Regions from separate parts of the Hordeum vulgare genome. Here all the other regions are linked to region 3. Evidence: chromatin contacts called from public Hi-C data. All regions are on one chromosome and are shown on one strand. The core of a region is the stretch at or near the end of the contact, and the rest is flanking DNA. Distances in the headings are between cores, read along the strand shown. Region 1 holds the start of LOC123425658 (exocyst complex component EXO84C). Region 2 holds the start of LOC123425660 (scarecrow-like protein 23). Region 3 holds the start of LOC123425653.

Evidence for each region. A called contact is a pair of places that touch in the nucleus more often than the background predicts.
Region 1: a contact with region 3 is called in a Hi-C map of seedling, with 7 times the contacts expected there. The contact joins the promoter of LOC123425658 here to the promoter of LOC123425653 in region 3. A contact is called at or near these places in 6 of 6 Hi-C or Micro-C datasets (leaf, seedling and an unstated tissue) and 1 of 1 datasets of contacts at active chromatin or transcription factors (embryo).
Region 2: a Hi-C map of seedling shows a contact between it and region 3, with 2.6 times the contacts expected there. The contact joins the promoter of LOC123425660 here to the promoter of LOC123425653 in region 3. A contact is called at or near these places in 3 of 6 Hi-C or Micro-C datasets (leaf and seedling).

Annotation. Positions count from the first base shown.
Region 1 is chr2H:158,975,317-158,978,016 of MorexV3_pseudomolecules_assembly, forward strand. It overlaps LOC123425658 (exocyst complex component EXO84C), which reads left to right and starts at 1,401. Exons shown (of 7, transcript XM_045109359.1): 1 at 1,401-1,673; 2 at 2,210-2,304. The coding sequence starts at 1,554.
Region 2 is chr2H:159,119,589-159,122,470 of MorexV3_pseudomolecules_assembly, forward strand. LOC123425660 (scarecrow-like protein 23) reads right to left here and starts at 1,421. Exons shown (of 2, transcript XM_045109362.1): 1 at 825-1,421; 2 at 1-754. The coding sequence starts at 718. It overlaps LOC123425661, which reads right to left. Exons shown (of 3, transcript XM_045109364.1): 2 at 2,828-2,882; 3 at 1,572-2,113.
Region 3 is chr2H:158,618,365-158,621,181 of MorexV3_pseudomolecules_assembly, forward strand. LOC123425653 reads right to left here and starts at 1,379. Exons shown (of 6, transcript XM_045109353.1): 1 at 997-1,379.

The sequences.
Region 1 (2,700 bases), core at 151-2,650, 360 kb after region 3:
ATACCCTCGGTGCCTATATAAGCCGTGGGCTTTAGTTTGTTGAGGCAAGAATTTTAGACTAGAACACAATCATACAACCTCGAGGTAAATCCTCCTGTACTTTGTACCCCATCCACAGTTAATACAATACAAGCAAGACGTAGGGTTTTACCTCTTAGAGAGGGCCCGCACTTGGGTAAAATATCGTGACCCCCTTTGTGATGTTACCATATATCCAAGATCAACGACTCGGGACCCCCCTACCCCGAGATCCGTTGATTTTAGCACCGTCATTTCTCAATATGGCGAGCTGAGCCCCGCCCCTCCATTACACGAGTGTTACATGACCCTTGCTCGCTCTCCTCTGCTTGGCGAGCACCCATCAATACTCGGGATATCGACATGAACTCCATCCGAGGTTTAGTAGACCCTAGACCGTCATCATTGGGCTCGGTCCGCGGCTAGGACATTCATCACCGACAAAATCGCGGGAGCATCCAATCGTAGAATTGTTGCCCCAACCACTCCATTTGAAATGTGCGACATCTTGAGAGTAGGCCCTCGTGAGAGGACCATCGTACCAAGCATGATTCACCCCTTTGGTGGACTACCTGCCTTCAGCAACCCCATGGTTTCACCCATATTGGAGGCCACGCCTTGCCCTGCCTCCACCATATGCAAGGACTCCACCGCTTTGCAGCACCCCGCCACAGGAATCACATGCATAAAATGTGCAATAAATGAGCACACATAACATATGGGCCAACCCATATACACTTTTTTGTGTGTCTTTCTCCCACGATTTTGGAAGGTTCTACAAATATTTTCTCTCTGTGTGTTTTCTTTTGTCAGCCTTTTCATTTCCCCTTTTATTTTCTGTTTTTTGAAATATGCTAACAATTTTGAAGTAAGTAAATATTTTTTGGAATTCGGAGGTTTTTTAACAAATTCATGAACTTTTTTGTAATTCGGGAAATTCATGAACAAATTTTGAAATTTGAGATCATTTCTCAAACACTTTTGGAAATTGAGAACATTTTTCGTAGTGCAGGACCATTTCTCCACATTGTGAACATTTTGCAAATTCAGGGACAATTTATGAAGTCCGGATTTAAAAAAAAAACCATGGACATTTTTTAAAATTCGGACCATGATTTCATATTCTTGATATTTTTTTTCAAATTCATCAATAATTTTTGAAATCCGGGACCACTTGTCAAATTTGTGAACATTTTTAAAGAAGAAAACCAGAAAAGGAAACACAAAAATAACCAAAAGAAGGAAAACTTAAAACGAAACAGGGGGGCCCTGCCGAGGCCCAAGCCGACGGCTCCCACCTGCACCGTAGAATGGGCAAAAAGAGAAGGGGGAAAACCCGGTGACGCCCATGGTAGCCCTCCGGTCGCTGCCGGTGGGTGACTGACCGCCCCCCATAACGGCACTCCGCTCCACTCCCACGGCTCCACCCCTCTTATCTCCCTTTCTCTCGTCTCCCCTGCCGCTTGCTCACCGCACGCCCGCAAACTCCAACAGGCTTTCGATTTCGGGCCAGCGCCCAAGGAGGCTCGGCGGCCATGGGGAGGCCGGCGATGGAGAGCAGCAGCGAGGAGGAGCTGGAGGACGACTTCCCCGGCCACGAGTGGATCACCCCTCAGTCCTCCATCCGCGCCGCCTACCAGTCCCAGACGGAGAAGGTGGCCTCCCTCCCCTCCCCCGCCCCCTTTCCCTTCCTAGATTTCTCCCCGTGTCGCCGCCGTCTTCCCCTAACACTCCTCCATCCGCGCATTGTTGGGGTTCTTTTCTTGGCTACTTCTTGCTTCTGCTCCTGGCTGCTCGTGCTTTTAAGCTAGATTGCGATTTTGGATCTAGAGCGGGCATGCCCGTGGCGGCGTGTTGCAGGGGGCAGTCGCTTAGAGAAAATTACCTATGCAGCGTTCAGTTACCGAGCCCTTTGTCTCTTGGGGGATTGGTAACTACTAAAATCTGATCTTCGAATCTTTGATTATTCAATATGCGCTGTTCTGTGGAACAGTCAGTTCAACTGGGGCCCCATCACAGCACAAATACAAGTACACCGTAAGCTAGCTTGGCCTTACTGCAACGAAATTGAATGAGACTGCTGATCTGCCTGCATCTGTCTGTTGAAGCCGGTGGGGACTCTGGTGGTTGCCCGAACCATCTCATCAGTGTGGTGACTGTACTCGGTGAGTAACGCTGTTGTGTTTAACAGGGTATCAGGAAGATCTGCTCCGAGCTGCTGGAGCTGAAGGATGCCATCGAAAACCTGTGCGGGAATATGCAGTCGAAATACCATGCTTTCCTCAGGTAACACTAGGAGTTCCATTCCGTTCTGGATTGGAAAAAACGTCTCTGTGACTGTGACTGATGCCCTTTATATTGTTGTTTATAGTTTCTGCTGTTCTGAGTTTTATCTTGTTGGCCATTGGATCTACACGGTTTGATAGTCTAGTAGTTGTACCTGCCTAGACTAGGACTTGCAACTAAGACTATTTGGTCACCTCATTGAAACATGTAGGTTGCTGCTGTGTGCCAAAAGGCCAAACTCTTGCAGCTGGTCCTTACACACTTGAGACTTGACACTTCCACTGAAGTCATACATAGCTGTTAAAAAATATGTATCCCTAAGAATTAGAAAAGTATTGGCGTGTGTGTGCCATTGCAGTGACTTGGATATTTATAAAAGAACATCCACTACGAGTA
Region 2 (2,882 bases), core at 171-2,670, 500 kb after region 3:
CGGTGGTGTCGGCGACGTGCCCGATCTTCCCCTCGATGGGCTGGAACTCGAAGGGCAGCCCGAGCGACGCCGCGAAATCGGCGAGGCGGCGGCCGGTGGCCTCGAGGACGTCGAGCGAGGCGCCGAGCCCGGTGACACGGAGCGAGAGCGGCCTACGGGGGCGGGACGCGAGCATGTGGAACAGGCCCGGCCACTGTAGCCCCTGCATGATGTCGAGGTCGATGACGTGGACGTGGTCCTCGCCGTCGAGCGCCTGCAGGATGGCCTTGTTGGCCGTGAAGTGCGAGAACTTGACGAGCGGGGAGAGCGCGTTGTACGCCTGGAACGCCGAGGAGATGCGGCGGCTCTGCGCGGCCGCGAGCGGCGAGTAGGCGCCCAGGTAGGAGCTGAGCACGCGCGCGCACAGCGCGTCGCCGAAGTAGGCCGCGACGCGCTCCGGGGAGGACCCGAACGGGGACGCCAGCTCGGCCACCTCCTGCAGCATGTCCCGAGCCTCTGGCAGCTGGTCCATGGCCACCGCCTCGGCGCACCTGAGTAGCAGCCTCAGCAGCCGCAGCCCGCGCGTCTCCGCCGCCTCCACCACCCGCTCCCCTTCCTCCACCGCGGCCACAGCCAGCAGACCCTGCTCGTGCTCGGAGGCAGAGCCATGCAGCTGCAGCCGCTTCCCGCGCGCCTTCTCCTCGTCATCGGGCATCGACGCCGCCCGCTTGGCCTTCATCGCGGCGTCGGTGGCGGGCGCGCGCGACAGGACGCCCTGGATCATCACGTAGGCCAATAATTTCAGGTGAGGCCGAGCGGGAAAGAGTCGGTCAGTGGCAACTCACTGATAAACTCAGGGATAACTCATAACTGCGATGAAGCAGGGCACAGTGTTCGCCCGCCGCTAGCGTTGGACGTGCGTGGGAGCAAAGGCGAGCGGCCGCCTGCGGTTGTCGATTTGCTGGGGCTTGGTGGCGTCCCGTAGCGGGCGGCGCGCAGGCAGAGGGAATCAAAGGGCGGGGCCGCGCCAGGGCGACCGCTTGTCTCCACTCCCGGGGCCGGTGGAAAAGAAATTGCGGGCGTGGCGCGAGCGCGGGCACCGGCGCTGGTTGATTGGGCCGGTGTCAGCGTGTGACCATCATTTTGATTTTTGACGGGGGACGAGACGCCACGCCGTACGCGAACAGGGCGGGGGTTCGGACACCGGACAAGAGCTTCCCTCGGATACCAGGTGATGCTGGTGGGACGTTTATGGTTAGGCAGACGAGCTACCTGCTCATGGACGGGGACGGCTTCGGCTCAGGCGCAACTCTGCAGGAGCAGCTCTGCACAGTACTAACATCCGTGTGGTGATGCCACTGCTCCAGCAGCCTCGACCACGGGTGGTAGACGGAGTAATGCTACGCGTACAAAACGCTACGGGCTTTTACACAAAGATGAGTTTTCAACTTTTGATTGAAGATTAAGGAAAGACTAGTAAGTATGCACGTGCAACGCACGTATCGTACATGACAATTATAAAAATACTCTCTTTATTCACAAATATAATATGTGTTTTAATATTTTATAATGTAGACTACATACGGTTTGAAATTAATAAGTGAACGAACACGCTAACACATGTCTATATACATTCGATTCACAAAGCATAGTTTAAAAAATCAGTATGTAGACAAAGAGGAAACAAAATAAATACAAGAGGAATTGAGCTTTGTACGGTCTTTTGCCCTTTTCTTCTCGTATCTGTGAAGTTCACATGCGCTTCTCCTCCATTGTTCAAAAAAAGCGCAAAGAAATGACTAATTAAATCATGAAATCCCGGAACTTGTCCAACATGATCTTCAACTTCATATAGGACATGAAAGGACGACTATAATCTCCAACTCATTGTTGGTGAGTGTCTTAAATGCAATTAGTACAGCAGTGCCGACCTAGTGTCATGTCTCGCGAGGAACTTCTTCCATATTTGCTTGAAGAATATACAACCGTCGAGTCAGGTGTCATACTCGGTCTCCTGAAGCTCTCTTTGCCCAACCATAGTCTCGCCAGCCAATGCTTCGGGGTGTCCAAACAAGAGGCAAATTCTTTTGGAATTTTTTGGGTGCCCCATATCATCTGTACTTCGGCGTTAGTCCTAGTGAAGCGGTGTATGAAGGATGGTCATGTGACCCATGGGGGAGCAGCAATAGGTTGCACAAGTTAGCTATGGGATAATGACAATTAGTTAACTGAACTATGTATGACAAAATACAAAACTAAATGGGGGAAAGACACAATAAATATGTCCCAACAAAGGACCAGCTACTCTGCGAACCGGGTTTTAGAAATAATTGAGAACTCTGGAACTTTCAGCTAGAATACCGATTAATGAACATAGTATAGCAACAAAAAAAATCAAATGCAAGTTCTAGGATAGGTGAAGAACGGAGACCAGGTATCTAGCTATGAGCATAAAACTCAGTCACAAATTCCTACATGTATCAATCTAGTTTGGACCACTCAACTCTGAATTTCCGTCAGAGCAAGTGCACCACTATGTTTTCGGAAAAATCTTCTAAAGCTAAAATCTGTCCCTCGGAAAGCAGCAAGTAGCCAGTGGAAACACATATCATAGATGATCAACAAACATATCATTTTGTCTAATACTAATACATCAATGATCAGTCAAATGAAAAATTGACAATACGAAGGATGACAAGACCGCTAAATAAATAGTCATTTCTCTTAGTTCCTTTCAGGCTTATCTGGTTTGACAGTTTGGAAAATGAGCAGTTCATCAACATCAGTAATACAAAATCCATATGCATCTCATCGTCCTTATGCACGAACAGGGAGCATGCCAACTTACCTCGAGAAAAAAAAGGAAAAGGATGTTGGTCGATGGGAGGTTCCAGTCGATGCTG
Region 3 (2,817 bases), core at 129-2,628:
GGAACACAGAGAGAGTAGAAGCCACAGTTTAGGGAACAGAAGTCACAATGATCATTGCACGGACATTCCAACGGGTATTACGTCAAAGACATCATGCAAAAAGTAGTATTAGAACATTGCTTTGTATTTCAGTGCATGGTTCTAAAAATCCTGGGGGTTGAGCCCACAAAAATTGAGGCTCCAAGAAACCATACAACAATTGAGGCTCCGACAAACCATACAACAATTTAGGCTCCAACATTATAGAGAGTACTCGGTTAATATCAAGTTGTATACTCTTCTGTTGATATTGCTCCTGGCAGTTGTTTGAACTTATGGTGTCTGAATGTCTAATTTACCAATGGTTACTTTATTAACATGTAGTTTTGAATTACACACTTGCTAGGAAACAGATAAAAACTCCCCCAAAATGAGCACCAAGGATGACAAGGGTTTAAAAGTCCAGCAAATATAATGTGTATAAAAGCATAAACTACTTCTGCATTCAAACATTTCTCACTCTAAAATCCAAATCTAGGCGGTATTACTGCGACGAAGCCAAACCCAAAAAAGTTTTTTTTTTCAACAACGGCTGCAATTTGCAAGTCACCTCGCCCACCAACATTTTTACTAACACTTAACAGCAATTACAGGATATGCTCGATCCACACCGGTCAGCATCCCAGAAAAAAAAAAGAGGGGGAAGTGAGAAAAAAGTGCACCCGCAATTTGGGTTCAAAGTCATAGACGGTCAACTGAGATCGATCTCGCGCGCCGAAAAACAGAAGACATAATCCAGCCACGGGTGGGTGGATCGGATTAGTACAGCACCACGCAGCTAGCAAATCTCCGTGTTACCAACTGACGAGGAGATAAAGGAAAAAGATTTGGATTGGATTGCACGCACGCAGGCAGCAACGAAAGGATCCATGGAACCGTGGGCGTATGGACGGATGGATCGGGTAAGCACAGTGCCACGCAGCTGACAATCCATCGGACGGAGTTAGGCGCGCTTACCAAGAAGAGAGGCCAATCTCACGGCTGGGATGGATCTCCACTGCACGCCACGCCTCGCCAGCCCACAGTCCTACGGCGGGGAGCAGCGGGATGACGAGGCGACTACGAGCCGCGAGCTCCTGCGAGGCGGCGAGCGTGGCTGTGTGGAATGGAAGGAGTGGGAGAATGGAGGCGCTGGCGTTGGCGAGGACGACGGTGTGTGAGGGGTGCGTTGTTGAGACCAACGGAGGATGCAGGGGTAGAGCCATACAGGTGGCCTAAGCCGGGCCCGGACCGGGCCGGGCCGGGCTGACCGGAGACGCCCACCGTCGGTACGGGTCGCTCTCACACACACACGCACACAGACCTTTGGTCGGATTCGTGCTACTGCCTCGCCGAGACGAATCGAGGAGGCTTCCGATGGCTAGCTGACGATGATTTTGCGCTCTTGATGATAATGAGGTGGAAAGTTTGACACTTCCGAAATTGGAGAAATTTTCCAGCGTGACACCAAATGCGAGAGCTTGAAAGGGAAAAGTTATAGGGTCTGAATCAGAAATGTTATGCACCAATCATGATCCAGCTGTTACCACGCTCCTTTTTTTGTTTCTTTATATATATATATATATATATATATATATATATATATATAAGCAAGCTGTTACCAGTCACCACACCACGCTCTTGTCCGTGGATTTTGTGGCATCGATTTAGAGATGCGTGCATTATGTGTTGTTAAGCAAGGGCTAATATGTGTCCATAGATTCCTAATCACTCTACTCGCAATTACGAACCTAGTAGGCCTTAAAATAGGGATGGGACATCTATTTACGCAATGTTGTCCCCGCTTTCTCTTCTTTCAGTATAGCATGCGAGAATACGACAAACAAAAAAAATCGGACTTCAAATTTATTGGTAATAGTATCTTGCAACCAAAATTCCGATCAAAAATATATCTTGTAATAGAAATAGGACGGGTCGTGAGCCGTCAGATTTGCCTTATCGAGCCAACCATTGTAACACGTGCCTTGTTGTAAAATTATTTCTATAACACGAATCTTGTTGCATATTTTTTTGTAAAAAAAGTACAACTGAGGTTTTGTTGCATGTTTTTGTAACTACGGTTTTGTTACAGAATTTTTCCGCAATGAAGGATTTGTTGCAAAACATAGACTCATCATAAACAATTGCAATATTGTACATGTTTCAGAAACACAGTCTATGTTATAGAAGTGCGTTCAACGAAGAACGGTATGCAGGCCCTCATTTGAACATATGTCATGCAGGGAAAGTGGCGGACGCAGCCACCGCGATTCGTCAGGTGATGGTAAGCTTTTAACTGTCGGACCACATCGTTTTTGCAATAAAACCGAGCGCACTCGATGCCTTCCGTTTTAGATCGTGTGGCTCGTATTGTTCACGATTGATTTCGTTCGTGGGTGACGCGTCCAGGCGCCGTGGGTAGTGGGCCATTCGGTATGCATGGACGTTTTCGTCCAGCCGTTTAGTGTAGGACTGGTGAGCCACAGCGAAGCACCCCACGGGGAACCAATCGTCGCAAGTCGTTCCATTTCATTTAGTTCCACTCGTCGTCTTCAATTTCAGGGGTGCACATGTTTGAGTTTTGGAAACCACGTTGTACTTCCTTCATTTCTCTCTTGTTCTCTTCTTCTCGGCGATTGTTCTTCTTCTTTGCGGCGGTCGACGGTGGATCGTCGGTGAGCTCGCATTCCGAATCCTTGTCGTAGTTGATTTGTTGAGGAGGGAGGGCGCGGGGGTGCTCATGGGCGGCAGGATCCGCATGTTTGTGGCTTATTTTGTGTAGTTGTTATGTCAGTTCAC